Regions from separate parts of the Mus musculus genome. Here region 1 is linked to region 2. The links are chromatin contacts, called in public Hi-C maps. All regions are on one chromosome and are shown on one strand. Each heading gives the region's core, a stretch centred on a gene start, on an enhancer-like site or on the middle of the called end of the contact. The rest is flanking DNA. Distances are from core to core; before and after follow the strand shown.

Region 1 (4,404 bases), core at 405-2,904, 870 kb after region 2:
AAGAGTGGAAGTCAGAGCCACGGTGAGGTCAAACATGGGACAGGAAGAGAACCTCAGAGTCCCTTGCCCACTCAGAGAAAAGACCAGGGCCCAGGGAAGGGGTGACGTTGCCCAGGGTTCCACAGCCCATTCTGCTCATGGCTTTAGCTCTGGCAACGATGAGGACCCTGGGGCTGAGCACCAGGCTCCCTCATGATCTCTCTCATAATGGCACACATGGGGTAGCCCACTTTACAGCTAAGAAAACAAGACCAGAGAAGCCAAGTCACTTGCCCTGGGTCACACAGCAACTCTGTGCCAGGATTAAAATGAAACTCAGGTCCGGCTCCCAGGGACAGGCATCAAATATTCTACTTCTGTAAAATGGATACGTCCCCAGAGCCCTACTCTGTGGTACCTCACACCGTGCCTACAACCACGCAGATGCCACATCAGGGCCCACGAGTCCACAAGGGAGGAGGTATCAGGGAGCAGAGGCTGGCTGCGGGCAGAGAAATGTAGCCACTGCCTTCGCTGTGTGAATGGGATGGGGTGAGGAGCCTCAGCTGGGAAAACAAAGATGACAGGAGGGGCAATTCTTCAGAAGAGCTGAGGGGCTGAGCTACAGTAGAGCCCTGAGCTTGGAAGAGGACACCCGGCTGGGAGGGAGGGGACGACTGAGAGGCTCACCTGCAGGATCTTGCAGCGGTCTGAGAGGCACTCCATATCGTCACATGGCTGGTACATGCCCAGGGTCACACAGTTCAGCAGGATGACCAGCATGCTCACACACTCGAACCACGTACACCAAGTCAAGGAAGAACTGGTGGTGGAAGCGCGGCCTGGGGCGCCACACTCCTGAATGTGACACCCCAGGAACAGACATGCAGACCGTTTCTGCCCCCCACCCCCAACTCCACCCCCACCCCTGTGGACCTCTCAGTGACCCAGGTCCAAGCTTTCAGAGACAGTGCAGCTGGCCCGCCACACAGGTGCAACCCATGCCACACCCTGCAGGGAACCGAAACCAAATCAAACCACTGAAGCATCCACTGCAGGATGCCTCCAGGTCCCACCCAGGAAGGAGTGGCCCCCAGAAAGGGTCCCCAGACTCAACAGCTCTGATGCCGGCCTTCTCTTCTCCCTCTCCCATCCCTCTGCGGTGGCTTCATGCTTCCCATCCAAGGAATGGGTCTGCACTTCTGAGGCATCCCTGGACATGTTCTCCTGATCTGCCTATCTCTGTGGGGCTGAAGCTCACAGTCACCCTCTGACCGCTGCTCCCAAATCAGCCCAACCCAGAGACCTGGCTTCCCGGGTTCTGCCCCAGCAGAATCCTGCAGCCTGGAGCCAGGGCATCTAGAGATCAGCCCTTCAGGTCAGCCACAGGCCACCAGCAGGATAAGGGGATCCTACAGCCCAGAGAGAAGAGAACTGCCTGCTCATATCCCCCAAATGGCCTCTCCTCTTATACACAAGTCCTCGGGGCTAAGGAGATCTGTGCCCCCCCCCCAAAAAGTGCATCATGGTGAAGAAAAAAAAAAAAGTGAAACCACACAACAGCATAAATGACTGAGGTCAGACTCAGGGGTGAACTGCCAGATGAAGGAGCCTGTCTGATGACTCACTCTCTTCTAGTAGTTTCTCATCTACCAGGAAGCAGACTGACAACCCCTGCCACCAGCTGTACCCACATTCCTGTCCCTGACTCCAGCATTTAGCATCTGGGTACAGAGCTGCTATGTGCTGTCAGAGCAGCCAGCAGTGCCAGAGACCAGGGCCTGCCTGTGAACTCAATTCCCTGCGGTGAGTGGCTCTGGGGTCTCAAGCAAGTTCACAGCAGCTCCTCACTGGAGCTAAGGGGCACCTCACAGGTCCACAGAGGCTGTCCCGACCCCTCTTCTCAGAGTGCCTGCTGTGGCTCCCAGCTTCTCCTGGCTTAAAATCAGAAGCCCTCCACAAAGCTGGCCAGCACGACCTACCCTCTTCTCCTTCCCCCGACTGCCTCCCTCCCAGCCCGTGGTGGCCTGCTTTTCCTGTCTGGTCTCAGGCCATTCAGCCCCACAAGCTCCTCCCCCAGCAGCCCTCCAGCCTGACTCTCTCCCATCTAACGCTCATCCTCTCTGCCCACTTTTGAGCAGAGTCTGGGTCCCTGGGATCTACAAGCACTCAACTCCAACCAGAACAGCATGGAGATGCTCAACCAAGACTTGCCGAGTGAATACATGAGTTTATCTCAAGCTCCCCCCACCCCACCCCCCAGCCACACCAGTTCAACCCCAGCTCGGTGAAGCCACACCAGCCCACCACAGCCAGATGCCAACCACAGTGGACTGGGCCCCTCCTGCCTGCTAAGAGAACTGACCTAGTTTCCATGGCAACAGCCCCCTCTGCTCTCCAGACCCTGCTCACCTTGAAAGCTGACTTCCATGGCCTCTGTCCCTGCCCTGCTCCTTCCTGTCCCTGGCCTGGCTGCCACTCTCCCGCCATAGCCTGTAATTAATTTCAGTCGCTGCCAGGCCCCCTTTGAGCCCTAGCCTTGCTCCAGCAGTAGCTGTGTCATTAATTAACTTTTTTGAAGTTCAAACGTTCTAATTACCAGCGAGCATCCCCGTTCCCCTTGATTCCCTCCCCCCCTTCCCCCATTCATTACCTCCCTCTCATAGCCCAGTTTCTGCTGCCTCTGTCCTTCCTGGAGACCCAGGCCCAAGTGCACCTGATGGGCCCATTCACAGGTGGGGAAAGTCAAGACCCCTCTTTAGATCACGTGGCTGGGTTTTGTCTACATCAGACCTGCTGGGTTCCTCGGCCAGTGTCCCCTCCCGGCCCTTGGTCCTGTGTCTGCAATACTGCCCCTGCCTCCCTGGGGCTGCAGCTCTGGCTCCTGACTCTCCAGTGGGCCCTGTGTGATGTCAGCACTGAGTCCTCAGACTCCTTGATAAAACTAAATTCGATCCAAAGGGGAAACATATTTACACACCTGTGACAGTACACACCTGCAATCCCAGCACTGGGGAGGCTGAGGCAGGAAGTTTGAGGCCGACCAGAGCTACCCAGTAATACCTTGTCAGCACAACTCAAACCAAAACAAGCAGAAGTGGGGTGGAGTCAGGGGTGCGGCTCAGTTGGCCACAATCCCAGAACCGAGTACCACATAAAGCCAAGCGTGGTGGCAGGGCAGCCAATTCTTACAGTCCTGCCCAGCAGCACTTGGGAGGCAGAGGCAGGAGGATCAAGAGTTGAAAGTCCCAGGGCAGTGGTTTTAACCCTTGAATCCCAGCAGAGGCAGAAGGATCTGAGTTCAAGGCCAGCCTGGTCTACAGGGGCAGCCAGGACTACACAAAGAAATCCTGTGTCAAAAAAAAAAAAAAAAAACTAAGAGTGAGAGACATACGAAGACATCCTCAGCTACACTATGAGCCTTCAATCCATGGTTCCCCATCCCCCTCAGCCTGTCACCCAAGGCGACAGTGATCTCAGTGAGTTCACTGCCTGAATCTCCTGCTTGCCCTGGCACACACTAAGCTTCTCGCTATGTGTAAGCATACCCACTTCATGGCTTTACCTTCCCTCTGAGGCAAACCCTGCCTACCCCTCACAATCTCACTTGCATGCCACCCAGTCAAAAGCTTCCACCTTCCTCCCCTCTCAGGCTGATGCCCAGCCTTCCACCCACCCGGTCTAGCACATACCACAATGATGAACTTGGCTGCCACTATAACTGCTTCATGCCAGGCACCCTAGGGACATGACCTTAACTGTCGCCACCATCCATCAAAGAGAGAGAGACAAAGAAGTGGGTCTGGAGAGCCACTATGACTTCTACAAAGTCACACTACCTCTCAGACTGAGCAACTCCAAAGTGCCAACTGCTTTCTCTGTAGCTCAGCCACCCTGAACATGGCACAGAGGCCCTGAAGGCAGAGCAGGTCCAGCCCCTGGGCCCCTCAGCTCTTGCTGGCCTCAGGCACAAGGGGAAATCCCAGATGGCAGGACCTGGGTCCCATCCAAGAGCTCCAAGACTCAGAAGTCAGGCCAGCATGGCACTGCTGCCCATGGCTCCTGACACATTCCCGCTGGCTCAGGGATGAAAGGCCTCAGGCATCCTGGGAGATAAACCAGGCCATGCATGCAGCGAGGGTAGGAGCTGACAGAGCAGTCAGAGCCTTGGGCAGCTTGGTGGCCGTGTCCAATACCCGATTTCCCACCTCATATGCACCAAGGAGCTTAGAGTTCAAACAGGCTGGGCTGAATTCTGGAAAAATGGAAGGGAAGATGGAGACCCCAAGAAGGTAGATGAGGAAGTCTGGTAATAAAACCGGTGGGGTCTGAATGTTGTCTCCACAAGAAAATAGAGTGATCAATATCTCCCCATTGCCCCTCAGCCAGAAACAAAGCCCTGGACCAGAGGCATTTAAGGATGTG
Region 2 (4,750 bases), core at 594-3,093:
TACGGAACTTGAAGCTGACTTACAGATGAATAACTGGGAATTACTCAGGGCCGGGCTGGCTTACTGCAGTGGATAGAGAGAGTTGCAGCTCCTTCTCCTATCCCAACAGAGCCACACACCACTGAGAAGTCTGGGAGATTTCCGGGGGAGAACGGAAGCCATACAGAGTAACTCACTCAGAGATGTAACATGCGTTACCTCCTTCCAGTCACTGTGGCTTCCCATGTCTGTCAGGATGCCCCTGAGGGTTTCTGCTTCTACAGTGTTAACCCTTGCTCTCACACTGGGGACTCTGTTCTCCAGAACCTTCTTTCTTTTTCCTTGTGTCCAGCAGCTCTGTCCTTGCAAAAGCACAGCTATCTTGCAAGAGCCCCTCAAGACTGGGCTTGTTGACTGTAGATGTTCCTGCATTGACGGAAGGACTTAGGGGGGGCTTCTCTGAATCCTTGCTGGATCCCAGTTACCTCCTCCAACATCCCCCCGCTCATTGGGGAGAGGAATCTCTCAAGTCCTCAATTTTGCCCTAGCTGCTTGAGGTCTTGTGACTTGGCTAGAGTTGTGTAGATTATGGAAGTTTAACTGAACTGTGTATGTCATCTACGCAGCTATGGGGACATCATCATCCATGCTGGGGTGCAACTTTTTGGTGGTCTCGCTGCTTTGGGGGCCAGCCATGATTTCTTAGCAAGCCCAATAAACTCACTGGTTTTCCACGTTGGACTCTGGGGCAATCATACTTCAGTTTATCCAGTGGATGGTGGCCTAAAAGGAGGAGATAGACGGTTGTTTATATCTCCCAAGGGAAAGTGTTTCGGAAACACTAAGGCACCAAGTCCGAATTATTTCTCCTTTTCAGCGCTCTCCCCCTTTGTTGGGGGGAAGGGGTGGTGTTCCAGAAAAGGGGCCTCCATAGTGGCTCTTAGCAACTTGACCGGGTGGGCTTTAACTAGTCTCACCGCTTTAGTAGATAAGTCTCTTTAAATGTTGGATTTATGCAGTTATGCTCTCTCTCTCTCTCCCACACATACACCCACACACCCACACACACACAGACATACACACACTTTTAGGCTACACACCAGCAGTTTAGAATTTTAAAGTTGGAAGAGCCGCCCAGATTCATTTAGTGCAGTGAGGCCCCGGATAAAATCTGGGTTCATTCAACTCTTTCCCTCCAGCTGCAAGCGCTTCCGCTGTTGATAAATAATCTCAACAGTCTAGGCAGGTAGGTGTCAGTCCTTTTACCGGAGGAGAACCGACTCAGAGAAAAAAAGCGCTTGGCCACGGAAGGGCAGGGACATGACAGAGTTCAGGGCTCCAGGCCAGAGCGGCATTTATTGTGTCCTTTCGGGAAATGCGAATGTGAAATAATCGACTTGGGAGTCCCGGCGGAGCAAAGACAGGAGGAAGGACCAAGATGAAGACTGCAGGATTTTTGCATTAAACCTCCAGGCTGGGCACCGAACCCTAGGTAGCTAGCTCCGCGGTCACCCTTTGACAGGGTGATCAGATGTGTTACGGTTTCTTTAAGACCCAGACTCCGCCCCCCGGCTCATCGCCGACCTCCTCCCACCTCTTGGCGGCCGCTCCGCCAGTTCCAGACTTCCTTCAGCGATGAAGTCATCTCTCAGTTACCGATTGGCTGCGCTATGATGTCAGTCACAGAAGTCGCGCCGCCGTACTAGCCTCCCTCGTTCCTCTTCCTTCGGCGAACGCCCCCTAAATCGGGCTAGCCCTAACGGCGCTAGGTTTCTGATTGGTCGATACGGCTGTCGCTCCCAGGCGGGTAGGGGGGAGGGTGCGGAGGCGGGACCCGGAGTGGTGGGAGGGCCCGCAGCTTCCGTGGCTGAGTGGAGCCGGCGGCGGTCGTGTCTGCGGTGTCCCCGGCGGCAAGAACGACCGTCCCACCCTCCCCACCCCCTCGTTCCCGCTCGCCACGCTCCCTCGGCTTGCGCGGACCTCTCCCTAACTTGGTGCAGTCTGACTGGTACTAGAGGCTCGGGAGGATACGTGAGCGGCTGGCACCGGAGTGGGGCGAGCCGCGGAGCCCGGGCCAGGAGGCGAACGAGGCGGTGAGTGAGAGTTCGGGCAGGGTCCCCCTCCCCCACCGGCCCCGCCCCGCTCGAGCATCCTTTCTCCCCTCGACCCTTCCGCGTGTGCCCTGGACCGGCCGGCCGCTGTAGGCTCCGAGCCCGGGATTGCCTCCCGCAGTCCTCCACTCCAGTCCCGCCCTTTCCCAAGGGGCTGGGGTCTCAAAGCCCTGGTCACTCGACAGGACAGTCGAGTGCGACCGTGCACCTGTGCACCGCCTTGCAGGGCTGTGCTGGCTAGGGAGCAGCTAGGTTCCCGCCCTGGCTGCTCCCCGAGTGTGTGTAATCTGCTTGGGACCGACCGGTCGAGCGCTTTCTCCCGGCCCTTGTGCAAACCTGGAGGATCCAGGTGCAATCCGCAGGCTTCTCGTGGCAAGGAGGTTCACCTGGACCTGACGACCATATAGCAGCATGGGTGCCTCCAGGTCTGCAGGGCTCCGCAGATTTGAAACTTGACCGCCAAAGAAGTGTCCGTCTCGCGTGTGTGTGTGTGTGTGTGTGTGTGTGTGTGTGTGTGTGTGTGTATGTGTGTGTGACTGTTTGTCTATGTACCTTTGATGACTTCCGCCCTCCTCGCTCCATAAGAAAACACTAATACTATAGAGTGGTTAGTGCTGGAGCTTTCCCTGTTAGATTATCAAACCTACGTTTAGATTGCTTATCTGGAAAATGGAACTAACAATACCTATTACATTGGAATGCAGACAGTAAATGAAAGAATTCGTAATAAAACGCTTGGAATGGTGTTCAACACATACAAGGAAGGGATCCAAGAAAAGACGAGTATCCTGATGTTGAGAACTGCTGGATAGGTGTGTGAGTACAGTATAGCTTGTCTTTGTCAGGATTTCTCTTTGTTAGATGACAGAACCAAAGGACAGACTGGTGGTCAGTTTACTGCTTGCCCGAATACTTTGGCATAAAGTGTGTGAAGACTAAGAATGTGAACTTCATTACTTAAATATGATGAAATTACACCTATGCTTCATGGGTTCACATAGTTTTAAAATCCATAAAGTGTCCGGAATGTCCCCAAATTGTAAGTTTTCGAGATCTGAAGCCAAAGCCTGTAGCCTGATCTTTATGTTCAAGAAGTCAAACTTAAGGGCTTTACTGTAGAAGCCCCTTCCACCAAAAAAAGTCCACTTATGAAGTTTTATTGTTGAAAATGAACTGCCTTCCAGGGGTAAAATGGTACAGCCAACTGGCCCACAGCCCCATCCCTGTAGGGAGGGGAACCCTTGGCTGAAAGTTAAACTGAGTTTCATCTACTGGTGTTTGTTTCTTTCATAGCAAATCAGAGGGCTTCCTGATAGCTGGCTGTTTTTTGTTTTGTTTTGTTTTTAAAGTCTCACTGTGTAGCTGTGGCTGGCCTGGAACTTACTAAGTAGATCAGGCTGGCCTTGAATCCAGAGTTCTGCGTGCCTCTGGTTTCTGAGTGCTGGGATTAAAGGCCTGAGCCTTGGAAAGACACAGACTGCTACTGCTTTCTTCAGAGAGAGATCCAAAGAAAAATGTCTGTAGTCCAGGGCTTGAATTTCGTTCAGTTCTTTGCCCGAATTTTTGAGAAGTGTCCTTTTTAACAAGGCCTTCCAGAGTCACGTTCACTAGGGGAAGTTTTTAAATCATGAGAGAGAGAGGTGTCTCCTATCATCCAAAAGTATTTACTGCAGACTTTCCATGTCCTTAATACTCTGCCAAATGCTGCGAGGGCGGGATTCAGAAAAGTATAAAACAGGATCTTAGCCCATAAAGGGCAAAACCATAAAGTTTGGGTCACCCAGTAGTAATTATGGACACTTCTAAAGTAATGACTTCATTTATTCATTCAGCAGACCTTTTGTTCCAGGCATGTAATGTGCCAGGTGTTTTTCTGAGCTGAGATCAAGGTGAGTCAGATACAGTCCTTGGTCTCGAGGGGCAGAAAGAGTGAGTGACAGGTGGTTAGAGTAAGGTGAAATAAAGTCTGAGTGCAAACCCAGAATTGTAGGAGAATGTCAAGACAGCTTTAAAAAAGATAATTGAATTGGTGGGAAAGCTTAAAGAGAGATGGCGTTTGAGGTGTGTCTTAATTCCACTGAACAAGATAAAGACCATCCCAGACGGAAGAAAATGAGCTTGGCTTCCTGACATTCCAGAAACAGTTATGAGCGCTTGGGCCAGACAAAAGGAAGGAAACCGGACAGTCTATAACAGTGATTCTCAACTTGTGGGTCATGACCCGCCACCCCCCTTCGGCAAACTGCCTCCAAAAATATTTACATTGCAATTCATAACAGTAGCAAAATCATAGTTATGAAGTAGCAACAAAAACAATTTTATGGTTGGGGTCACCTCAATGTGAAGAACTAAAGGCCCAAAACATTAGGAAGGTAAGAACTACTGTTTAATAGCATTCCTTGATGCCCACTATGTAAAAGGCATTGGTTCAGGCTCTTTTGCCCCCTTCCCGGGCTGGTGTTTGAATACATGGCTTCATGTTTGCAAGAACACTCTACCAGCCCTGTGGTTTTTGAGACAGATTTCCCTCTTGCAACCTAGGCTGACTTGGAAGTGACCATGGAGCCTAGAACTCAGGGAAATCTTCCCCTGCCCCTGCCCCAGACCCCTAAGTGCAGGAATTATAGGTATGAACCACCGTATCCAGTTCATCTTCTCTC

What was found. A called contact is a pair of places that touch in the nucleus more often than the background predicts.
Region 1: a contact with region 2 is called in a Hi-C map of B cells, with 11 read pairs. The contact joins the enhancer-like site here to the promoter of Mrtfa in region 2. A contact is called at or near these places in 2 of 39 promoter capture datasets (pre-B cells and stem cell-derived epiblast-like cells), 1 of 484 Hi-C or Micro-C datasets (B cells) and 1 of 9 other capture datasets (embryonic stem cells).

What each region holds. Positions count from the first base shown.
Region 1 is chr15:80,316,736-80,321,139 of GRCm38.p6, reverse strand. Cacna1i (calcium channel, voltage-dependent, alpha 1I subunit) reads right to left here. Exons shown (of 37, transcript NM_001044308.2): 3 at 670-781. Among named protein-coding and RNA genes, the nearest start is that of Gm31319, 29 kb to the right of the region's middle. Within about 2 kb of position 1,654, at least 53 of the 459 cell types and tissues checked have an H3K27ac peak or open chromatin away from gene starts, as enhancers often do. A contact at or near this core is called in B cells, where this site is marked.
Region 2 is chr15:81,187,829-81,192,578 of GRCm38.p6, reverse strand. Mrtfa (myocardin related transcription factor A) reads left to right here and starts at 1,843. Exons shown (of 14, transcript NM_001082536.2): 1 at 1,843-2,072. It overlaps 4930483J18Rik (RIKEN cDNA 4930483J18 gene), which reads right to left and starts at 1,726. Exons shown (of 2, transcript NR_015603.1): 1 at 1,574-1,726; 2 at 1-762.